Linked DNA regions of Zea mays: region 2 is linked to region 1. The links are chromatin contacts, called in public Hi-C maps. All regions are on one chromosome and are shown on one strand. The core of a region is the stretch at or near the end of the contact, and the rest is flanking DNA. Distances in the headings are between cores, read along the strand shown.

Evidence for each region. Hi-C and Micro-C count contacts between places; a contact is called where the count stands out from the background.
Region 2: a contact with region 1 is called in a Hi-C map of leaf, with 6 times the contacts expected there. The contact joins the enhancer-like site here to the promoter of LOC100383476 in region 1. A contact is called at or near these places in 3 of 25 Hi-C or Micro-C datasets (endosperm, leaf and tassel).

The regions. Positions count from the first base shown.
Region 1 is chr7:26,744,988-26,748,512 of Zm-B73-REFERENCE-NAM-5.0, forward strand. It overlaps LOC100383476, which reads left to right and starts at 1,966. Exons shown (of 5, transcript NM_001176124.1): 1 at 1,966-2,472. The coding sequence starts at 2,089.
Region 2 is chr7:27,339,795-27,343,319 of Zm-B73-REFERENCE-NAM-5.0, forward strand. No RefSeq gene overlaps it. Among protein-coding and RNA genes, the nearest start is that of LOC541806, 38 kb to the right of the region's middle. Within about 2 kb of position 1,682, at least 18 of the 20 cell types and tissues checked have an H3K27ac peak or open chromatin away from gene starts, as enhancers often do. A contact at or near this core is called in leaf and tassel, where this site is marked.

The DNA.
Region 1 (3,525 bases), core at 716-3,215:
ATTGTAATTTTGCACCTTCTTTTCAAACTTTGGGATCTTGTCCCACTTTTCTCACACGAAGCTGAAAGTTACCCTACTCTGCGAGAAAAGTAGGGTAAAGCCACAAAATAGAGGTAAAGAGCAAAATCACAGAGTTTGAAAAGTAGGGTCAAAATCACAATTAGAAATCAAAGTGGGGATTGTTGAACACAAAAAGTGACATGCGGACTGTCCGTCCCTGGGGTCGAACGGTCCGCGGTCCAGACTGTCCGCGGTGGTGACGCGGACGGTCAGTGCATGCGTAGAATTAGTTAGGGTTCCGGATTTCTAGCGGGATTTGTTAGCTAAACCTACGAGATTAACTCGAGAACCGACTTGTAACGTGTCCAGACCTCCCCTTAATATAGATGAAGGGCTACGACCGATTGAATCCCCTACAGTCGACCTAATCAAATCTATTTATCAATTTTATCTTATTTATATCGTTCTTCCAATTCCCAGGAGTATTCCCCAACAATCTCTCTTCGACTCTACGTCGATTAGAGGAACACCGGTCGGCCTGCCAACCCGAAGCAACGCCTTGGAACTATCCTCTTCGATGGGATCTCTCTCGAGGCGAGTTCCAGGATTCTTCACAAAGAGGAAGATCCTCTGCGCTATTGCGGACCATCCGAAAGCGTGCAGAGGAGAACCATCTAGAGCTTGGAGAAGGAGACGTCGACAACGCGCAAGACCCCTGCCTGGAACGCCCAAACTTCATAGACATTTGTATATATTATTATTAATTTATCCGTTTTGTATATATGAATATATATATATAATTATAATTATTGAATATATATATATATATATTATTGTACATATCCATTTTAATGTAAGTAAACATATAATAAAATCTGGGTTCGATATTTTAGTAGTGGTTCTAGCAAAGAACCAGTACTAAAAAGAAACATTTAGTACCGTTTCATGCAACAAACCGGTATTAAAGATGTAAGTTTTAATACCTGTTTATGCCGAGAACCAGTACTAAAGTCTCATCTTTAGTATCGATTCATACAACCGAGATTAAATATGAGGCGTTCAGGATATATTTGTTTGTGTTATAATCTAGCCAGATTATATAATCTAACTTATTTTAAACTAACATTTAACTTAAAATAAGTTAGATTATATAAGCTGAGTAGATTGTAATCTCAAACAAACACCCCATAGTCCCAGATGCTAAGTATCGGTTGGAAATATGGTAATGTAGTGTGTGTTCGAATCTCCCGTATAGTGGTAATAGTTCAACGCAAATCAATAAATATTGATAACATTGATTATTATGCATTAGGCACGGGTACATATAGAGAATGTGATAAGTAAATTATGATAATATGGGTTTGATCGTGGACAAATCCAGATTTTTTTTCTCCTAACCATGCCGACACGTATATATGTTAGGAATGAAATTGAAATCAGACATCCAAACTAGAAATCTACTGCCATAGAGTAGTGGCATGCATCACTTGTTTACCTGTAGATACCCTCGTGATCTCTGTTCATTAAATCCGTACTCAAGTTGAGGTGATGTCCCTCTCTAACGCCATGTAATTGGGCACAGGTATCTAGCCTAGGTTGTTAAGCGCCACTTTGTTAGATGACCGTAAACAAATGTAGTAGAAATCACAATTCACAAGGATACGTATGGATTTGAAACAAGAAGTTACGTCTAGATGAGAAATACGAAAAAAAGGGTTGTTGGAAGGATGCCAAGAACAGCTATATATGACTTGTCTTTTCATGATTCCGTCACGTACGTCCAAAGTAATGTCGTCAAGAAGCGCTTAGATAACGACACAGGCTAGTTGGCCGGCGGCCGCGCTAACGCTAACGCCAAGGCTAATCCCGAACCCGAAATGGCAGGTAGCTCTGCTCGATGACTCGGCCCCTCTCGAAAGCCACGAAAATCGCTGGGCCGTTCGATTCACTCACCTCACTCCACCTCTTGACTGAAGAAGCCGTCTGCCTGCCTCCGACTCCCGCGTCTCTCCTCCAAGTGATCTCCTTCCACCTTTGCCGATCGCCCGTTGCCACCGGCCGGGCGATCCTCGTACTTCCACTTCCACCATGGCCTCCTCCTCCTCTTCCTCCTCCTCCTCCTCCTCCTCCTCCTCCTCCTCCCGCTTCCTCCTCCCGCTGCTACTGCTCTGTTCGCACCTCTCCCTCGCCTCGGCAGAGGAGGCGGCGTCGGCGGCAGCGGACCTCCTCAGCGAGGCGCGCGCGCCGGGGTTCGCCGCGTGGCTGCGCGGCGTGCGGCGGCGCATCCACCAGCGCCCCGAGCTGGCCTTCCAGGAGTTCCGCACCAGCGAGCTCGTGCGGGCCGAGCTCGACGCGATCGGCGTCCCGTACCGGTGGCCCGTCGCCCAGACCGGCGTCGTGGCCACCATCGCGGGCGCCGCCGCCGGCCCCGTCGTCGCGCTCCGGGCCGACATGGACGCGCTCCCCGTGCAGGTCCGTGCCCGCCTCCTGTCCCCCGCCGCAGGCCTTTCAGCGGTCTAAACTGCCACGGTTCTGTCTGTTTTTCTTTTTTTTTTCGAGTGTTCAATCATTTGCTTTTTGTCTCCTACTCCGTCCCTCCAAAATAAATCAAATTTTATAGATATCCTTGGTCAAACTATTTTAAACTTAATTAAATTTATATACAAACCAGAAGATATATGATACGAATTAATATTACATACAACAACTCTTTCTATAATATACTATTAATATTTTTTGTCGTCGGTTGTTTATTTTTGAACTAAACTGCGATAAATAAAAAAACGAATGGAGTATTAGTTTAGAACGAGGCTACTACTAGTAATGCTTGGTAAATATAATTGTGTTATCACCCAGTTCGGGCCATTCCTTTGAACACTAGTACCTCCATTATTATTTTTCCACGTGAGGACAATAGTACCTCCATTTTGTTTTTTATATATACCAGGCTTGTACGCCAAATCTTGTAATAACAAACTTTTCCACATGACAACAATCTTGTTATACATACGCTACATGCTTACATCACCGAAAGTATTTTCTTATTGTTGTGATGTTACTCGTATATAATCGTAATAGTGCTTCACGGAATTTGCTAGTAAAAAATGAGTTCAGAGGCCAGTTAAATCAAACCACGCTTTCTCTATTTTTTCAAATAAATGGAGCATATTGATTTAGGACCCAACTCGCAGCTGGAAGATACTTTAAGTTTATAGTAAACGCAAGAGTTTTTTTTTAAAAAAAAAACACTTGCCAAGTTACTGATTGTACCAATTGGGAAAATTGAGTACGGAGCTAACTTTTTTTTTTTACCTTTTTAATAATTTATAATATTTGGTTGCTAAAAATCAATTCCGCCACTCAACCTCCTGCTGCACTTGACTTCAACTGTTCCTCCCATTCAATTCCCTATTTTCTATTTTTTTACGCTACTTCCCCTATATATATACACTGTGTCTCATATACAACTTCTCCTATATAATATTCCATCCGTTTATAAATATATGATATCGTTTACTTTTTTAA
Region 2 (3,525 bases), core at 432-2,931, 590 kb after region 1:
CAACTGATAATGAAAGTATAATCATGATTAATGTGTATCTCCATACCCAAGCCACATAAAGCAATAGCAAGTACTACCCAAAAAGTTCAGTGGAATCAAGGTATAAACATAATCAAACTAGGGTAACCTATTGGGTCCCATCAAAATTAATCTATACAGATCATTATGATTAATAAGAACATGACTAGGTAAAAAGAAGTGATCAAGGGCACAACTTGCCTTCAACGAGCTCCTGCTCAGCAGTCTCCACCTGCTGAACCCCTGGATCTTCAGTGGCAAGCTCGTCTACTCGCATCAATACGAACAAACATGGTATAGCAAAAATTAACATCACACCAAACAATAGATCAGAATGTATGGTAATATTCTACGCTGCGCAACGAGATCGTAGGAACAAGAATTACTAAATTTAGAATTACGGTTATTTAGTTATGAATTTCTAAAGTTATTTAGCACTTAGAATATATTAATTCAACTGTACAATTTTATTCCAAGTTATATGGCTAAACAGTGGTACTAGATGATGAACAATATTAAAACAAAATTATTGCAACTGGAATGGATCAATTTGGAGCAAAAATGAATTAAATATGAATTATACAAGTTTCTAGAATTATTTTTGTATTAAAAATCAATTTCTATAATTAATTATCTATTTTTCATTGTTATCTGGACTGCGCGTCAATACTGGAAAGGTCAGGGGCTAACTCGCAAAAAACCCCACAGACTCAGATCTAACACGTGGTGGACGGCAGGTTGATATATATAAAGGACAGGGGCCCATTTACAATTTTACCTCGGGGAAGCGTTATCTGGTGATCCTAGCGGTCCGATCTAAATCAGATGGTCCACATTACATCCGCGTTTCCCCGAACGGGTATGCGATCACCGCAGGTTCGGAGATCGATGGTTCAGGTGAAAAACACGCATGACTGCGCCCTGCCCGCACGATTGTGATCCGACACTCCCGAACCACTCGTGCCGAAGCGTTATGTTGGATTTAATCATAGCCACCCACGCCCGAATCAATGGCCAGCATCTATCTTCCCCGACGCGACGTCCACAGCGGCGGCGACGCTCCCATACCCGGCGGAGGACGTCACCGGCTAGAACCCAAAGATCGAAATCCGCCCGGAACTCCGTCCCGATGGGCTCTAATCGTAGTAGAGAAGATCGCGGGGCTAGGGGAGGCTATCTCACCGAGTATTGAAGTGTGGGTAGCCCTGTCGCGGCGGAATGCGGTTCCAGCGGTGGAAAAGGCTCCGGTGAGCAATTCTCGCCACCGCGACGCCCGGTTCTTCCTGTCGCGCCCGCGAGTGGCACCACCCCGCTCCCGTGATGCACCCCGACCCGGATTCAGATCACCAGCAACGCTGACTCCCAGTCTACCACGTGGCGGCCCTGGTCTCTCTCTCCTTTTCACTGTGATGGCGGCTCACGGGATGCACACGTCGAATTGCGCAGACGAGCCCGAGGATGGGTTTTATGTGACCGACAGGGGAAGGTCCAGGGTTTGGGGTTGTTGGGCTCAGCCCGAGCTCGGCAGACGTTGCTCGCTCCCCACCATGGCTTGCGCCCGGTTTGTTATGAATGTAAGGACGGCTGGCCCGTGGGGCCCGGGGTAAGTGACGGCACCAGGGCTAAGCGTCTGGGCCCATACTTCATCCATGGGACGATTGCGAGCGGAAGGACACGGCGTCGTGAGAGACCGACGTGCAGGTCCCACTAGTCGGCGTGGTTGATTGACTCTGGGCCGACCAGACTTCTAGTTGGACCGGGAATGGTTGCAGGCCGCGCGCGGAGAAGGAATGGGCCGCGCGGAGGGATCCGTAGGTGGGCCAGCTCCGCGATTTAAGCCCACGCTCCATTCCTTTTATTTTCTTTATTCTTTTTCTCTTCTGATTTCTTTTCCTTTTTGTTTTTAGAACTCAAATGGAATTCAGTTTTAACTGTGAACATATACTCATTAAATGTACAAATTGTATATACTAATATGAGAAGGACTTCATGTTTTTATAAATTTATTTCTCTATTTTGTGTAGTGGTTTTCTTATCTTCTCTCAAATCTTAGAATTTCCTTTAAAACTTAAATTCCAATTTGGGTATTAACATATTTCTTTTTACATTATTTTTATATTGTCACAAAATGCACAAAAAATGAAACCTCAGCATGATGCACAATTTAGTGGCATGTCCCTTATTACCATTTGTTTTTAAATGAGATGTTCACATGTGATGGTAAATAGTGATAACACATATATATAGAGGAAATAATTTCTCCTTTAATATTTTCTTACAAATTGGGTATTACAGTGAGTTGAACTACTTCCTTGGATTTCAAGTGAAGCAACTCAAGGAAGGAACCTTCATCTCCCAAACGAAGTACACTCAAGACCTGCTCAAAAGGTTTGGGGTGAAGGACGCAAAGCCCCACCAAAACGTCAATGGGAACCGACGAACACTTGGATCTCGACAAAGGAGGCAAGTCCGTTGATCAAAAGGCATACCAGTCTATGATAGGTTCTTTACTTTATCTCTGCAAGTAGACCGAATATAATGCTTAGTGTATGCATGTGTGCTAGATTTCAATCCAACCCTAAGGAATGTCATCTTGTGGACGTGAAGTGAATTCTTAGATATTTAGTTTTTACGCCTTGCTTCAGGATCTAATATCCAAAGGGGTCTACCTTTGACTTAATCGGATATTCAAATTCCGACTATGCCGGGTGCAAGGTTGATAAGAAGAGCAAATTAGGGTTTTGTCAGTTTCTGGGAAGGTCTCTGGTGTCTTGGAGCTCTAAGAAACAAACATCTGTTGCCATATCCACCGCTGAGGCCGAGTATGTTGCCGCAGGTCAGTGTTGCGCGCAACTACTTTGGATGAGGCAAACCATCCAGGGCTTTGGATACAATCTGAGCAAAGTCCTACTCCTATATGATAATGAGAGTGCAATCCGCTTGGCGGGTAATCCTATTGAACACAGCCGTACTAAGCACATAGACATCCGACATCAATTTTTGAGAGACCACCACCAAAGGGGAGATATCGATGTTTGCCATATTAGCACTGAGAACTAGCTAGCCGATATCTTCACCAAGCCTTTAGATGATAAGAGGTTTTGCAGGCTGCGTAGTGAGCTAAATGTCTTAGATTCGTGGAACTTAGATTGATCTATAGCATACATATATTTTTATGCCTTTGATGATATTCTTTTAAGCAATTATGTTCTGTCTTTACTTACTTTGGTGCTCAAGTTGTACATGTCATCCCCAGACCTCACAAGTCCTTACGCAATTAATGCACATGTTTAGGGGAAGGATGTACTACAACTTGACCTTTTGAGACTAATATGTTTGCTTGAGTGATTTTTATATAGTCTCAAAGATAGATTGAAAGGGGACAGGTGAACTTGGACAAAGAAGAGGCTTCCATTGTATTCCGGTATCAATATATCTTGTTCCAAGTCACTATCTGCGTTTTTCTCATTGCTCTTGGTTCTACTTGCAATTTCTGTGAGGCAATGG